2 separate regions of the Sus scrofa genome follow, and region 1 is linked to region 2. The links are chromatin contacts, called in public Hi-C maps. All regions are on one chromosome and are shown on one strand. The core of a region is the stretch at or near the end of the contact, and the rest is flanking DNA. Distances in the headings are between cores, read along the strand shown. Region 1 holds the start of DCAF4 (DDB1- and CUL4-associated factor 4). Region 2 holds the start of DPF3 (zinc finger protein DPF3).

What was found. A called contact is a pair of places that touch in the nucleus more often than the background predicts.
Region 1: a contact with region 2 is called in a Hi-C map of skeletal muscle, with 4 times the contacts expected there. The contact joins the promoter of DCAF4 here to the promoter of DPF3 in region 2. A contact is called at or near these places in 3 of 47 Hi-C or Micro-C datasets (heart right ventricle, liver and skeletal muscle).

Annotation. Positions count from the first base shown.
Region 1 is chr7:96,286,142-96,290,513 of Sscrofa11.1, reverse strand. DCAF4 (DDB1- and CUL4-associated factor 4) reads right to left here and starts at 1,754. Exons shown (of 14, transcript XM_001928868.4): 1 at 1,603-1,754.
Region 2 is chr7:96,251,512-96,256,248 of Sscrofa11.1, reverse strand. DPF3 (zinc finger protein DPF3) reads left to right here and starts at 1,895. Exons shown (of 11, transcript XM_021099467.1): 1 at 1,895-1,990. The coding sequence starts at 1,959. It overlaps LOC110261630 (a long non-coding RNA gene), which reads right to left and starts at 3,411. Exons shown (of 2, transcript XR_002346007.1): 1 at 3,326-3,411; 2 at 2,144-2,713.

The sequences.
Region 1 (4,372 bases), core at 505-3,004, 34 kb before region 2:
CTAGGTGGGAGCTCAACATCACCTCTTATAGACACGGGTCCCTGCTGGGGCCACAGGGTTTTTTTTTGGGTTGATGAAAATGCTCTGGAATAAGACAGTGGTGCTGGCCGCATGACCTTGGGAATACACATGCCCCCTGCCCCCCCAACACACACAGTAAAGGGGTGATTTTTTTGGGGGGGGCTTTTTGGGGCTGCGCCCACAGCATATGGAGGTCGCAGGCTAGGGGTCGAACTGGAGCTGTCGCCGCCAGCCTACACCACAGCCGCAGCAATGCAGGATCCAATCCGCCTCTAAGACTTACATTACAGCTCACGGCAATGCTGGATCCTCAACCCACTGATGGAGGCCAGGGATCAAACCCGCATCCTCATGGATACCAGTCGGGTTCGCTAACGATGGGCCACGATGGGAACTCCTGGCACATGTGAATTATATCTCAAAAACAAAACCGATTTTTACTACAGCAGTTCTGTAATATTTCTAAGTGAGAAACATCCTAAATATCTAGCAGCAGATGAATTAAGACACTACTGGACTGTAGCGTGGAAAATGCCAACGCCACTGATTTGGAAAACCCAACATAAAACGGCCCCTTACAGGGGGCTTGCTAGGCCCACCCTGAGTTGATACTTCTAAACTCTACCTTACAAGTGAGGATTGGAGGACTAGGCACCGGACCCAGAAAGACATAGTATTTGATGGGAAAGGAATTCCACCCCTGCTGGTCTGGCCTCGGGGCTTCATCACCCACACATACCACCTCAACTACAATTTCCAGCTACTTAAAACTAGAGTTTGGGGCTTTGGAATTTTGATTCCTCCTATTAGTTGTCATCTCCATTTTTTTTCCTTCTTGCTGTCTGATGCACAGGACAAAGGGCTAGGGACGGTCCCATGCCTGTCCAGGGGAAGGGGGTGTCATGTTTTCTGAGGTCAACTGGAGGCTTCCCAGACACCGCGAACGCCAAAATGGAAGGGGAGACTTGATCACCAGCGCGGCTCGGTGCGGAGGTGAAATCGGGAAGCTTGGGTTCATCCGGCGGCTCCACCGCTCATTAGTTCGTGAGTTACCTCGGATAAGTGACAACCTCTCTAGGGCTCTTTAGTCTAAGGTACTTCCACCCACCTCACAGAGCTGGTGTATAGAAAGCTTAGTGCTTGTAAAGCGGTCAGCAGAGCCCAGCACTCAGGCGCCCATGTTCGCTGCTATACTGACCTGCCTGAAAAAGTTCTCAACCTGAACTTTCAGGTAAACCGCCAACAAGCGCCCGCAGCCCAGCCACTGACAGGTTGTTGGGTGGCACGTTGACTTCAGGATTTAGAAAAACGCTCCTTCACGTCAGACTCCAGCGGCGACACTCAGAGTTCCCCTCCCACAAGGCAAGCGAGCTCCACGCGCGCACCAATCCCACCCGGCGGGAGCTCGCCGGCCCAGCCCCCCACCCACGCCACGGTCAGGCCGGCGTTCCACGTGCTCTGCTCCTCCCCGCCCCTTTCTCGGGCCTTCCCCCCACGCCCTATCCCTCCCGAATTCTGTCGCGGGAGCAGCAGCTGGCCCCGGACCAACGCCAACGATCACTCCAGTCAGCTCAGACTTACTTGATCAGAGGGTCCCTTCCGGCTCTCCCTCGGGCCCAGGATCAGCAGAAGTGGGGACTAAGCGTGCAAGGACCCGGAAAGACCGAGGCGTAGCGTCCGCCAGTTAGTTGCGTCGGTTTTCATGTTGTCGCAGCGGATAGGGCCTTGGCGGCCGCCCCTTCCTTCTCATTGGACACGTCTTCTGACTGTCTATGGCAATAGGATGGATCTCAGGGAGGGGGCGGGGATTGAGGCCTCGGCTCCGCCCCAGACCTGGCTGGGAAGCTGAGAATCGGCGGCAGGCGTGACTGGGCTCGGCGCTTTTGGGGCGGGGCCATGCACGTTTGGGGCGGGACCTCGCGCGTTTGGGGCGGGGCCGGGCGTGCTTTGGGGCCGGGTCCGACCCGCGGGCGCGGGAGCCTTGAGTTCAAACCTAGGGCGCTCTGAGGCTGCCTCTTCCGAAGCGGTGGGTACCTCGCCCAGCACCGGGTATTTTCTCTGTCCAAGCCGGTTGATCCAGCTCAGGAAAGTCCTCTTGCCGCTCTGGACCACTGTCTATAAACCTGAGACTTAGGGAGGAGGAAGGATTTTGGAGAGGGCGAAGGAGGCTCTGAGGTGAGTGAGAGAAAAAGGAACAGGTGTTGACGTGTGTGTTCATGACCTCTGGTCGCTGAGGCTGCTGACCCTTGATCTGCGTGGCTTCAAGGTGCAGAGGAGCGTGCCCTGAATTTCAGTCAGGAGATCTTGGTTCTGGGTCTAGTTCTGTTTCCTTCTTGCTGTGACCTAGGGCGAGTCTTTTCCCTTTCTGGGCCTTGATTTCTTCTGTTGAAACAAGGAAAGTCGATCAAACGTTGTGATATTCTCTCTAGCGCAGTTTGTTCATACGACGAATATTTCCAGAAGGGTCTCTGCGTGTGCTCGTTCTCGGAATCGCTGACAGCGGTCAGATCCGAAAGGAAAATGGAAGCCTGTGGTGGGCATTTGACGGGAAGTGACAGTTTTGTGAGGAAAGCTGCGTTCAAATGGGCCAGGCTTGGTTGTCGCCAGGAGCCGGCCTGGCACACCTTGTGCCCTGTTAACCCAGGCCCCTGTGAGTGGCGGGATCCATCAGAAAATAGGTTGTGGGGTTTATCAGTTGTACCCATGTGTGAAAGCATTTCATTCAATAACAAGGAAGGTAGAATGTCGCCTCTCAAGAATTTTATATAAAAAAGGGTGTGGAATGGGAAGAGATGATGAGAAGCCAGGACAGCCAGAATAAAGGACAGTTTCATGAAGCTTGAGCTGCCTGGAAGAGAAAGCAGAGAAATTCTAAGCTAAACAAGCTGACTGGACGCTTGTTGAAGGAATAGTGAGGCGTTCGTTTTGACTGCACCGGAGGGGAGTCTTGGAAGCAAAACAGGCAGAAAAGTTGGGTCAAATGTCAAGGGTAAGGAGCTCGCAGAGGGGAGCCTCTGAAGGTTTGAGAGTTGGGGAGTGATAAGACTAGAGCTTTGCTTTGTGGCAATCACCTGGGCAGCTCTGGAGAAGACTCTGGAAAGATTGGGGAAGTCAGCTGAGCCTTCTTAGAAGCATATTGCAGCCTCAGTCCCTGTGAAAGATAGGGCTGAACCAGAGTGGTGGCAGCTGGAATGGAAAAGAGGGGCCAGACTTTTTTCAGAGCTGGGGACCATCTGGGAGACCTGAGGAACTCTGTGGGAGGAGTCAGTTGGGATTCCTTGCTGAAGAGCTAGAGGAAGTCAGAAGGAGTTGGCTTGGTGGTGCTGAATGAATGAGTGGCAAACCGCCTACCTGCACACTTTCTTGAATATTCACTGGGGGAACTGGGGTGTAGGCACAGGATATGCCTTGGGGCCCGTAGGAGGCACACCAAGAAAAAAGATTTAAGAATATTTGCAAATCAATGCACAAAGGAAGCTGGGCCTAGGGCAAGTATTTTTGGCCTCTTTGCACCTCAGTTTCCTCTTAGGTAAAATGAGGATAATAATACCCATTGAAGGGTTGTTGTGAGGAGTTAATGCAGTGACAGTAAAGGACCTCACTGCTCGGTCTGCATTCCACCCTTTTTTATGTGGATGGTTTGGTGTGTAAATAGTGAATATTATTATCAAAAGTAAAAATAATTCCTTTTTAAAATTTCATCTCCAGAATTTGAAACCAAGACAAATTTTCGTTTGAAATGGCATCTAAAATGAGCCAGCATTAAATTTGACTACATTAAAAAAACACCCAATACTTTTATAATCCTTGACATGTCCCGCATATTTTCTAAGCCCTTTCCATATATTCATTCTTTTAATTACAACACTCTTGTGAGTCAGGTACAATTAATATTACCAGTTTGCTGATGAATTGAGTTAGAGAGTTTAACTTGCTCAAGCTTCTGAGTGGCAGCTCATAGTGAAAGTCAAAAGATGTACTCGAATTTGGCAGAAAATATCTACAACTTGTACCACAGAAAAGGCTCATTTTCCCAAAATGTAAAGTGCTCCTTCAAGTAAACCCAATAGAAAAAGGAGCAGTGGCTATACCAATAATACAGAAAAGGAAGTCAAATGAAATGATGCTCAGCTTCACTCAGTGTAAGGAAAATGTAATTTAAAACTCCTCTGACATAATCCTTTTTCATAATCAGATAGGCAAAATCCAGAACTTTGCCACTACCCAGTGAGGCTCTCATACAAGCTCTAAGGGAGACAATTTGGTGATATATCAATATTTATCAAAATTAAAAATGCACATACCTTTGATCCAGCAGTTATACTTTTTTTAATATAGTGATTTTTTTTCC
Region 2 (4,737 bases), core at 646-3,145:
TGCTGGCTATTTAGGAATTATGCTTGTTTCTATATCAGCTTTAGCTCAATAAATGACAATACATGTTTAGAGTGTTTTTTCTTTAATGTATTATATAAATTTGTTTTTCCTCTTTTATTGTCAGCCTTTTTTAGGGCAGGCACTATATTTGTTGCTTATTTGTCAAGCTGCATATAATAAAACATGCTGTTGTCTTCCAGTCTGAATTGCTATGCTTTTAATATCTCAAGAGGCTGTTGGGAGTTCTGACTGATACTTCAAGCTTACACCTCTTGGGTCAGAAAACAGTGTTCGGTTTTTAATGTTGACAAGGCCCATCCCAGGCAAAGTACTAGCTTTTCAACCAATCCCTTGACATTAATAAGGGATTTTTTTCAAACTTTAATTTTAGAAAAGAGGATAACTTTTTCAAACTTCAGGATGTGGTGCAAAGAAGTTACAGAACAATCTATAGAACTTGACTCTGCTATTAACTAGGCAAAAATGGGGGTTAAAAATTTCAAGTCTTACCAACACATGATTCAGTCCTGTTTATCTGTGACTCTGATAGTATATGCAGTTGCACTCTGAAAGTTCTGGAACTTAAAAACTTGTTATTTTATTCATTGCTTGGATGGAGTGCTGAGCAAGGAAGTGAGAGGGCACAGCTTTGAAGAACTGGCAATTTGGCATCTCCTCTCCCCCCTTTTCACCCCTCCCCCACTATCTTAGCTATTTGACCTCATTAAACAACTTTGGATAGTAGCCAGATTTCTGTATGCTAACGAGGCCCCTATTCATGATTTAGTGCGATTTCATCCACCCTGAGCTGCCTGGCTCCTCAGTGGAAGCCTGGCTTCACAGAAGTCTCTCAGTTTTGTCAGGGCTTCGCCAGTGAGGAGTTCGCACGGACTTGAAGCAGACACATTCTCTGAACGCCTCAGGTCACATCTGATTATTCATTAGCAAATTCTTTTCACCTTTTTATCTAATCAATGAAAGGTGACGCCGGAATCGCGTATGCTACTCCCCGAAAGGGACTCTGGCAACACCCATCTAGGTTCCACAACTTTGTCTCGTTACTCTTTCCGAAGAGCAGAAAGCGTTTGCAAAAGTTCTCTTAAACCACCCCTCCCCTAAGCCTAAAGGTCAGAGCGCCAGGCCCCAGTTGGCTCTCCAGCTCTCTGACCATTTAATTTCCGAAGTTTCTGGTTTGTGCGAGGACAGAGGAGGTGGCAGTGGGCAATTGCCTGAGTGACCACCGCGTATTAAGTAAGGAAAGCCTGGCTGCTGGAGGGAACGAGCCTGACATTGAGACATTCCAGGGGGAGGGGAGTTGCTGTCCTGGAGTCGCCAGGAACGGCGGCACCAGTTCCAAGAAATCAGAGGAAGGTGGCCGAGATAAAGACAACACTTCAGGAATGAGAATATTAAAAAGCCGCAGGACCCAGAGCATTAGTAAGCGGCAGGACACGTGTAGTAATTAGACGAAACGGCACCCTTCCAATTTTTGCACTGGAACGAGGGGAATTGTCCTTTGGGGGATTAAAAACGTAACAGTAAAGCCAAAAGCTAATGAATAGGGTTCAACGGTTTGCTTGCAATACTTAAATATTTTCTGTCCAGGACTTAAATATTTCTGTCCAGGAGCGCAACTCTCTGCAGTTGTTTAGAAAGTAAGGATTCAAACCAAACTAGAATACTCTCGTGCGTCTCCACTTTCCCTCATCCGAAAAGGAGCTCTACGCGCGGTACTGCCCCTTTAAGACCTGCTTGCTCTCGGGCTCTACAAAAGGGAGTGACCTCTGGGCTTTGACAGCTCCCCTAATAACTACCACCGTGCAGGCCCCGCCCACCTGGCGACCAGCCGCGCCGATTGGCCAGCGGGCCGGTATCCCGTGCTCTGATTGGCTCGCCGCTTCCCCTGAGCGAACCTTTAGAACTCTGAGACAGACAATATTCTGTTACATTGTAGCAAAATGGCGACTGTCATTCACAACCCCCTGAAAGCGTAAGTAAGACTAAAAAATGTACATTTTCCTCGTGGTTTCAATATGAAAAAAAAGGCGCCTTCTGCGTGCCGAGCGCTGCCAATGCACTGCGCTTGCAGGCGCCTACAGCCGCGGTGGGGCTTCTCTCTTTTCTTTCAGCTCTTACTTCTTCATTTTTTTTTTTTTTTTAACCCGGGCGCGCAGAAATGTCAGGAGAGGCAATTAAGAAGAGGAAAATTGGTACATTTGTGTTCTTCTAAATTGGCGGACTGAGGGAGAGGGGTTACTGGCAGGGGAGCCAGGCGCTCGAGTGCTCTACAGCGAGGGGATCCTGGGCAGCTCAGGGACAGCACGGTCCCCAGAGTGCCCAGCTTCTCCGGGCGGTGAGCGCGGCGCGGGGGGCGGCTCAGCTGGGGGCGAGAGCCAGGCTGGGGCCGCCTGGGTGCACTTGGCTGAGCCCGGTGCTTCTGGAGCCCGCAGCCCCCGCCCCGATGCTAGGTCGGCGGGGGTGAGCGGACCGCTGCAGCTCCGGAGTTTTCAGGGCGCTCTCCGCCTTCTGATCGCTTGCGGGGAGTTTGTGCAAACCTTCCGGAGTTGGGAGGACCGCAGGGGGAGCACCGGGTCCCGGGAGCCCTGGGGCCCAGGTGGTTGCCCGGGGCTTTCCTGACGGGGCAGCCCCCAGAGCTTGACTGCGCTTCGGGCGGTCGCCGGTGTGTCTCCGGGTGTTGTTTGTGGGGAACTGCCTGTAATAAATTAACGACTCGGGTTAACTTGGGGTTGATTTGGAGACTGGGAAGCTGCAGGTCTTATGAATGGTGTTCTTGCCTCCTCTGGGTGAATAGTCGAGGCTGGCGAGAGGCAGCCTGGGGCTCCCCGCCCGAGCGGGTAGCGTCTGCTCTCGGCCAGAGCTAGGGGCAGGTGCCTCTGGCCACAGCCGGGAGACTTTGAACGGACGCCCAGATCCGGGACGGAGGGGGGGCGGGCTGGGCGAGGACACGCGGGGGCCAGTCCCCAGGTCCGACAGCCAATTCCTGCCCGCCTTCCTTCCCCCTCCTTTTTATCCTGGCTTCCTTCCTTCCTTCCAATCCGTGGAACTGTTAAGCCGCCAAGTCCGCTAGCGATCGCGGAGCCGGGGGTGGCTTCGGAAAACTAGCGTCGCTCTAAAAGGGGTGCTCTTGGCAGTAATGTTGGCAGAGGGGCACTCCCTCCGGATCGCAGCGCGACGTGGGTGGGGGCTTGCACCCCTGGGATTATGACTTCGCAGCTAGGCTGGAAGCCGCGGGCAAGGGGAGGGGGAGGTGCGGGGGAGGGCATTTCATGGCGAATTCTCTCGCCAGTGCCTGGAGGATGCCCACCTAGGTTCTTTCAACTCAGCGCATCCACGTTCGCACCCGAGGCTCCTCTTGGAGTTGAAAGCCACGTTCGCACTGGGGGAGGGGGGCGGCAGGGGAGTTCTTAACACGAAGGAACTCGCGGGGAGAATGGGACGTGTTTGCACCAGCTTATCTCCTATCGGTAGTAGGAGAAAAGGTTAGGAATGTCCCAGATCTTGGAGTTTTAAATGTATAAATATGTATTAACCCTAAGAGGACATTGGGAGCTGAGGCTGATTAGAGAGCAGCTCTCGGCTTCAGTTCTCGCTTGGAAGCTCTGATACACTACACTTGAACGCTACAGCGTTTCACCCAAGATAGAAAATGTTTTATGGCAGAATAAATGGGCGTAACTTCACCGCATCCTCTCTCCCGGTCCCTCGCGCTGCTACACCGCTGATGCTGTGAGTTTTTACCGAACCCACAGCTGATTTGCAGTTTTCACATTTCCAGCCCAAATCGCGTAGCCGAGCTGATGCCACCTGGTAAACTCAAGTTAGAGGATCTATTTCACATGTGTGCCAGGTTTGTTTCCTTTTGGGAAAGCAGTACCCTAGTTACCCCTGGGCCCGTTTATACGCTGGCGGGGGCAATATCTCTACGCTCTTTAGCTCTTTACTACCGGCTCCGGTTTTTTGTTTTTTGTTTTTGGACAGCAGAAGACTACATGTTTGGGGAGGGTATCTGTATAGGGTGGGGTTAGAAGTGGGGGAAGGGAGAGAGAAGCAGGCTGGTTATTGGAATTAGTTCTGAATTATTACACTTGTACTTTGTATAATTAGAAACAGTTGCAATGCCATGTATTTGTAATTTTGTGTCGTCACACACACCTACATCTTAGCATACCCTTGACATCCAGCCTGCTTTTTCTAGGTGGGAGTTGAGTGGTCATTTATAATTAGCTGCTCCTTTTTGCATCTTGACCCCTTTCCCTGGGGATAAGGAGGTATAAACAATACCCCTACCAGCCCAGCCTTCTGTGCCTTGGACGGCTTTTAAAGTTCTAGCGCAGGGGCACGCACGTTGTTACCGGGAGATCTACATCATCGGCCTTTATTTTTAAAAACACTTTGTTTAATAGATCATCTTGTATATTTCATTTGTTTTTAAAAGTTGCTTATCAGGAAACAATACACACATGAATAAATTATGCATGGGATAAATTAGAACAAAGCGCAGAGACACTTCAGGCCGAAGGGATAGATGGCGGTGCTGGGAGGAGGGGAGCAGGGAGAAAGGTTTGGAGAGCTATGTTTTTATCCTCACGTGTCCCTCCTGACAATGAAACGGGGCTGAACGACATTAGCATTTTCTCTGCGTGCCTTCTGAGTCTCTCTCTCCTTTCCCTTAAAAAAAAAAAAAAAAAAAAAAGCCAACAACAAGGACGCCCCCTA